2 separate regions of the Triticum aestivum genome follow, and region 1 is linked to region 2. The links are chromatin contacts, called in public Hi-C maps. All regions are on one chromosome and are shown on one strand. Each heading gives the region's core, a stretch centred on a gene start, on an enhancer-like site or on the middle of the called end of the contact. The rest is flanking DNA. Distances are from core to core; before and after follow the strand shown. Region 1 holds the start of LOC123168369 (peroxisomal membrane protein 11-5). Region 2 holds the start of LOC123164646 (7-deoxyloganetin glucosyltransferase).

Region 1 (3,551 bases), core at 414-2,913, 160 kb after region 2:
CCGACAGCCGGGTCCTACGCCCGGCAGATTACCAATGTACCCCTGGGGGTAGGCCTATATAAACCCCCAGGGCACCCGTGCAAAGGGTTCCAACCTGTTAGAACTAGACTCGTACCTAGAGGAGGAGAGAGCGTGCCTGCCTTCTTCCACCTCTAGCAAACAGCTCAAGGAGCACCATTGTACCACTAGTGCCTTAGTGAACATGCGGAGACCCCGCAGAGCAGGACTAAGGTGGTTATCTCCACGGAGAGCCTCGAACCTGGGTAAAGTTCGCCGGCGTACGTGTCTACGCCTCATCCCGCTTCCAGGCACCGGCGACGTTCTACTCGCTCCCACAATGATAAGCCATCCTTTGGCATATGTCGCACCCAACCCACGATAGAGCTTGTTCATCCCTTATCTCCAACCCGGTCCGAGGAAAACGTTGGTAGTGTTGCATCTTGAAATCTATAGAAATAATATTGAAAGGCCGCAGTACTCTCCAAATTTCCAAATATGATATATCCCTTTTCTGCCTGGTTTTTGAGAGTAATTTTTTTTCGAAAAGTGTAACGCCCACACGTGTGGGCGTTAGCCAACTCACCCACACGCCTCCATCACTGTTCAGTAACTTCTGCACGAATCTTGGCACAAATTAGCTGATTTTGTATGCCACGTAGGACAACTCGCGTGTGTGATGTGTGAGAGAGGTCGCCCATACATCCGTTTTACCACACGGTGGGGCCGGTGTGTGGGCGTTTAGCAGTTCGCCCACACACCAGTTTTCAGTCACGTACAAGGGCTGGTGTGTGGGCGTTTGCCATCTCTCCCACACGCCCGCCTCCTCTCCCACACCCAAGCTGCCAGTTGCCATGCGTTTTGCTGTGTACATGGCAACTGCCCTAGTGTGATTGCAAGCAGATGACAACTCTCTCTTTTTTTTACCCAAACATATCAGTTGCCATATGTTTTGTATGGTACATGGCAAACTTCCCTAGCGTGCACGTAAGCATGGCAACTCTTTCTTTTTACATGGCAACTGCCCTAGCGTGCTTGTGAGCACATGACAACTCTCTTTTTTACCCGAACATGTTTTTTTTCCATGCCTTTTTTGTAGTGCTACATGGGCAACTGCCTAGTGTTAGTAGGTGGCAACTCCTAAAGTTTTAAAATCATGGCAACTGCAGTAGACCAGACCACACATGGCAACAGCTGTAGTTGTCCAAAAAATTGCAATCTGGAACTTTGACCTGAGATGGCAACTGTAGTTGAGCAAACATGGCAATTGTAGTTGTCCGACATGGCAACCGTAGTTCAGCGACATGGCAACTGCACTTAAACGAACATGGACGAGGGTCCGACCCATGGCAACTGCGGGCGCGTGGTAAAGTGTCACGTGGGGCGTGCGGGACCACGAGGTACGAGACCTGACGTACCGGGCGTGTGGGTGTTATCTATTTCGCCCACACGCACGCGTGTAAGAGGGACCGGGAGGGAAAAACAGGCGTGTGGGCGCTAGTTATTTTGCCCACACACAGGCGTGTGGGCTGGTCCTCTTAAGCACCACACAGAATGTGTGGGCAGATCCCTTAACGCCCACACGTGTGGCAGTTATCAGCGTCCATTTTTTTCTATAAATTTGCTCAAACTTGGCATTGTTTGACTTTGAACAAAATTTATGTATTCTTTCTTCAGGGAAGGGAGCAGTACCGTACGCGTGCGGGGGCGTGTAGCAATTACCAGCCTGGCATTATAACGGAGACCTGTTACGCTTGCTCGTGGCGTCCTGTATTTGTACATCTCTGTCCAAATCGCCGTGATCCAGCTAGCTTACACAGAAGGGCGATTCGATCGAGGCCGCCGCCCCGCCGCCGCCGCCGCCGGAGACGATCCCCTGCAGTCAGGTACGAGCACCAACCCGGAATCCCATGGCAAAATTTTCTTTTTACTCTTTGCAAGCTCTTCCCCTGCTCGGCGCCGCGCCTCTGACCAACTAACTTCCTGCCCGCTTTCTCCCGGGATCCCCTTCTCCCCGTCCTTCTCGCCTGATCCGGTGGGCGACGCCGGATCTGCCCCCTAAGTCCACCGCCGCCGTGCCGTAGCTTAGCATAGGCAGCTTCGCCCGCCGTCGCCGTGCTGGTTCGGCCTCGTCGCGGCATATACAGCGCCCCTGCTGCCTCCGCACCCAATCGGCGGCCATGGAAATTTCTCTTCGATGTATCGGCTTTTAGTCGCCCATACAGTGAGGGCCCGGTTCCGAACTGACCTCACCATCCGCCCCTGTCGCGATCCACTAGTAATTCTTGGACTCTGTTCACGACGTCTCGGAGTCGGAGGTGCTCTGTATTACTGTCGGCGGTTCTGATTTTAGTCGCGTAGTTCTTCGCTGTTAGCTGCTGACAGACCTCGCAGCGCGCTGAATTTGGCTGAATTGCTGCAGCCAGATCGAAATTGGATGTCACCGGGTTGACCTTTGTGTTCCTCTGAACAACATGTGCGAGTGTAAATCGTATGGAATCCCTGAATAAAAGTATGAACCAAGAAACAGTCATTTGAGCAATCTTAATATATCCCGTAATTACTGGTTGTGTCTGATGAGGCTCTGAACCCTTTGGTTGTTAAACCCAGTTCAATATTCAGTATGCACTAGAGATTATTGTTGGGTGAATACACATTATTATTCGGTTTAAGTTCTTGTTTTATGCTTCTGTCATGAGAATCTTCCTCTGTTCACTGTTACAAATTTGAGTTTTTGATACAACATTTACTTCTGCAGTTAGTTAAGCTACAAAATGGCCTCGCTGGACACCGTCAGAGGAGATCTTGGCCTGGTTGTTTTGTACCTAAGCAAGGCTGAGGCAAGAGATAAGATCTGTAGAGCTATACAATATGGATCCAAGTTCCTGAGCAACGGACAACCAGGACCTGCACAGAATGTCGACAAATCAACTAGTCTAGCTCGGAAAGTTTTCCGACTGTTTAAGGTAGAGTGTGAATTATTTTGTGTAGTAGAGTTTGCAAATAGGAAAAGATATCGTATTTTAATCTTGACATGGTCTATGGCGTCACTGATGCACTATTGATGGTTTGCAGTTTGTTAATGATCTCCAAGCTCTGATTAGCCCCCCTGCCAAAGGAACTCCACTTCCGCTGATCTTACTTGGAAAGGTATGCTGCTGCTGGTGTTACATTGTGGGAACATAGTCAGCTGAAGACAGGATTCTAATTTTCTAATTTTGCTTTCTGTCCTCAGTCGAAGAACGCGATGCTGTCAACTTTCCTCTTTCTGGACCAAATTGTTTGGGCTGGGAGAACAGGAGTATACAAGGTCTGAATTGTTGTTCACATCAGCATGTTAGATGTTTAATTCCTTATATGGTTTTACCTTATTTATCCCTCCAAAAGTTCATCCAAGAAATTTAGTTACCTACATGGTGACAAGCAAAACAATACAACTGTTTCTGCAGAACAAGGAGCGAGCAGAGTTTCTTGGCAGGATAGCATTTTATTGCTTTCTCGGATCCAATACCTGTACTACTATCATCGAGGTTTGTTGCTTCTCTACATGGCTA
Region 2 (3,756 bases), core at 387-2,886:
CAGATGCCCTCCAGTGACGAGTTCCAGCCAGAGTGCGTGAGGAACACCCCTACGGCCTCGTGCTCCAGCACCTCCTGCTGCGGGCACCACGTCGACAGCATGCTCCGCCCCTCAGTTGCCGCATAGAACTCCGGCGGAAGTGCGGCCTTGACGTCGCCCTTGACGAGGTCAGGCCGCACGTTCCATAGGAAGGCATAACCAGTGTTGGCCAACCCCCACGCAAACTCCAGCATATGCTCCTTGGACATCACCGTGGTGCTCCCGAAATTGACGTGCACCACGGAGCGCGGCGGGCGGCCGTCGAGCCACCGGAGGGGAGCATCCTGCTCCTTCCACAGGTTGGACCCAATGCCGGAGATAGGGCTCTCCTCCGGCACATTGTTGCGAGCAGTCAAATGGAGTGGCCCCGCTGTGTAGATGGGCGGCAGGAGCTTGGACATGGCATCAAGCAAGGGCGCGTCGAGCTCGTCCCAGGTGTTGATGACCACCGCCGACGCCTGCGACATGGCGGGTACCTCGTGGATGAAGAAGTTGAACATGATGTCATCGGGGTCCGTGGTGCGCAAATAGCTCGGGAGGTCACGCAGCCGCAGGTCCTTGGGCATCGCCGGGATCCAGTCGATGATCGTGTCCAAGTATCCATTGCTCAACTGAGCCTCTTCTGCACCAACAACAAATTAATTATACTAGCATGTAATGTTGCCATCAATTGAATTTTTCTATAATAAGTACTATGTCTGCGTCTAATTTAAATTCTTCAGATGCAACAGATTTAGGAGTGCACAACGACATGCTAGACTTGGTACATACTTCAACAAAAACAAGAACAGACCTTGGTAGTTGAAGAGAGCTTTTTTTTGTCGTGCATGTAGAGAGAGACATACATACATACCTTTGAGAGGGACGATTCCACGATCGAGTAGGTCCTTGTAGTGGTAGTAGCCCATGAAACCACAGGCGCTGGCGGTCCAGAGCACGGCGCAGCGGAGGCCGAGCTCACGCGCCACGCTAATGGCGAAGCTCGTGATGCTATCGGCCACCACGCAGGTAACAGGCGGCACGGCGCCACCGGAGGCCTCAGCCTCCTCGTTGAGCTTGACGACGAGCTCCTTGAACCTGGGACGGCAGGTGGTCATGGTGGAGTAGATCAGGGCGGGGGTGTCCCGCGAGGCCTCGAGGTCGGACGGAGGAAGGCCGTCGGCGATGGTGGCGAACCGGAACCCCGGCAGGCTGCAGAGCCTGTCCACGGCGGCCTGCGACTGCTGCGCGCCCAGCAGGCGGAGGTGGTTGAACTCGTTGTTGACGAAGGTGATGTGGAAGCCCCTGGTGTGGAGCAGCTTGGCCAGCTTCAGCATCGGCGTCACATGGCCCTGCGCCGGGTACGGCATCATCACGGCGTGCGGCCTCTCGCCCGCCGCCGGCAAGGACCCCATCCTTGCTAGCGAGCTTGCTTCGCCTTGCTGTTGCTTCAGCTGGCTAGCTCTCTCACCCACAAGGCTACAAGCCTCAACGCTGTGTTGTGCGTTTGGCCGTATGCGGCTGTGCCCCATGGGCTCCTGACGCGATGGCATATAAAATCCGCGTGCTCACGGGTTGCTGGATCAGTCGGCCTCGATCTCGACTTCAGTAGCCGCCTGCCTTCTGCCGTTGGCTTCATGAATTATTGTTGTTGTGGGAGGAGGACATGGGACCATGCATGTGATCCGCACGTCCTTCCGTTTGTCTCGAATAGTTTGGCGCATTTGGTAACTTCAGACAACTGGCCTTTTTTAAGTAAAAAATATCATCTCTCACAAAGTTGCACCACACTTATTTTGGGACGGAGGAAGTATTTTTACTTGCTCTCGCACAAACCTATTGTGGAAGCTCTATTAATATTTTTTATTTTTTTAACACAGTACGGACGCAAGCGCTCATACATACGCATATACACTCAATCTATGAACGTATGCACGCACACCCTATCCCTATAAGCACCTTCGAAAGACTGAGCCGGCATATCATCGTCACCGTAAGCATCTCGTCGTCGACAGGAACGTCTCCGTAAACCCTGGTGGGCTGAGAATACCACTGTCTCTCCAACCATCGAACCACAGGTTGATTCGCTCTATATATGTTGGCATGTATTGCATTTTCATTGGACCACAATAACCGGCGTACGTTCAGCTCCACTCTGCCTGCTGCGGCCCATAATGTATCATCTAGTTTACTATATCGGGCTGGGTTTTTGGTTGGTTTTTATTTTATTTAAAAACATGCATTGAACATTTTTTAATATCCGTTGAACATTTTTTAATATATGTTGACCATTTTATTAATACACAAAGCATTTTTTATTATATTAGTATGTTTAATATACGGTGAATTTTTTCATAAAATATGAATATATATGTTGAGAATTTTTTACTACACATTGAATCTTTTTAACATACGTTGAAATTTTTTGGAATACACGTCGAACATTTTCATAATATTTAACCCGGAACAAATTTGAAGACACACAATGAACATTATTGTATTCACGGAATAATTTCAAATATACGATGAACATTTTTATAATGGATGGTGAACTTTTTGTAGTATACCGTGAACATTTTCTTATTATCTCTACTACTTAAAAAGAACGTAAGGTTCCCATTTCACCTTTCTTTCCATCACCCCTTCATCCAACCTTCCCCGTATAGTATTAAATCACACTAATTTACTTACCTTTTGAACCAATTTTACTTTAATTTACTTACCAAACTTCTGATCAAAATATAAGGTAAATTAGGGGCAGAATTGGATGAAAATTTATATACACAATCGCATATTATGGGCAGGTAAATCACTTCTGATCAAAATATAAGGTAAACCACGGACAAAATTTGACGAACATTTATTTACATAAGCGCATATTATGGGCACGTAAATTACAAGCTAACATACTAGAATATTTATATCCCGTTGCAACGCACGGGCATTGTTCTAGTACTATGAAAAAATTGGTAACACACAATGAACTTTATACTATATAATACCCAAAATATAAAAGAAAAAAGGGAAAGTAAAAAAATAAAAAATAAAAATAAAAGAAAATAAATACAAACAGAAACGAAAAAAAAGAAACAGCAAAGTAACCATGGGCTGGCCCAAACTGGGGCGTCGGGAGACCGCGCTTCAGCGAAGCCACAAATAGGAATTGCGCCTTGTAGGAGGCACTAATGAACTGTCTTCCCCACGGGGGAAGCGCTCTTTTGCCCATTTAGTATGCCTCCCAGTACGGTCAACATTTTGCAAACAAATTCAAAATTTTGCCATCTTAAAAATAACAGCTAATTCGAATTATCACTAGATTAAGGTTTCAGATACCTAAATATGGTGTAGTAATTTTACTCTAAATAATCTCCATCGCCAAAAAAAATATTACTCTACAAAAGAATTTCAAAAAATTGTGACTGGCATATTGGATTACAAAAAAGAATTTATGAATTTTGTAGGAAAATGTTTCATGACATATGCATGCCATGTTTGTGACTACATTTTCTCTCTAGTTTCTCCATGAACCAATACCAAATGCCATGTGATTAAAATTTTCCTTAAAATATGAATATATACATTGAACCATTTTTTAATACCCATTGAACTTTTTGTAATATATGTTGAACAATTTTTCACATTGAACATTTGCGTAATATACCCTGAACAAATTTCAAAACACACAGTGAAAATTTGTATATTATTGAACAAATTCAAATATACGATGAACAATTTTAT

What was found. A called contact is a pair of places that touch in the nucleus more often than the background predicts.
Region 1: a Hi-C map of leaf shows a contact between it and region 2, with 2.3 times the contacts expected there. The contact joins the promoter of LOC123168369 here to the promoter of LOC123164646 in region 2. A contact is called at or near these places in 2 of 5 Hi-C or Micro-C datasets (both in leaf).

The regions. Positions count from the first base shown.
Region 1 is chr7D:27,929,726-27,933,276 of IWGSC CS RefSeq v2.1, forward strand. It overlaps LOC123168369 (peroxisomal membrane protein 11-5), which reads left to right and starts at 1,664. Exons shown (of 8, transcript XM_044586240.1): 1 at 1,664-1,883; 2 at 2,756-2,963; 3 at 3,073-3,147; 4 at 3,233-3,307; 5 at 3,447-3,527. The coding sequence starts at 2,772.
Region 2 is chr7D:27,770,857-27,774,612 of IWGSC CS RefSeq v2.1, forward strand. LOC123164646 (7-deoxyloganetin glucosyltransferase) reads right to left here and starts at 1,637. Exons shown (of 2, transcript XM_044582193.1): 1 at 893-1,637; 2 at 1-658. The coding sequence starts at 1,571.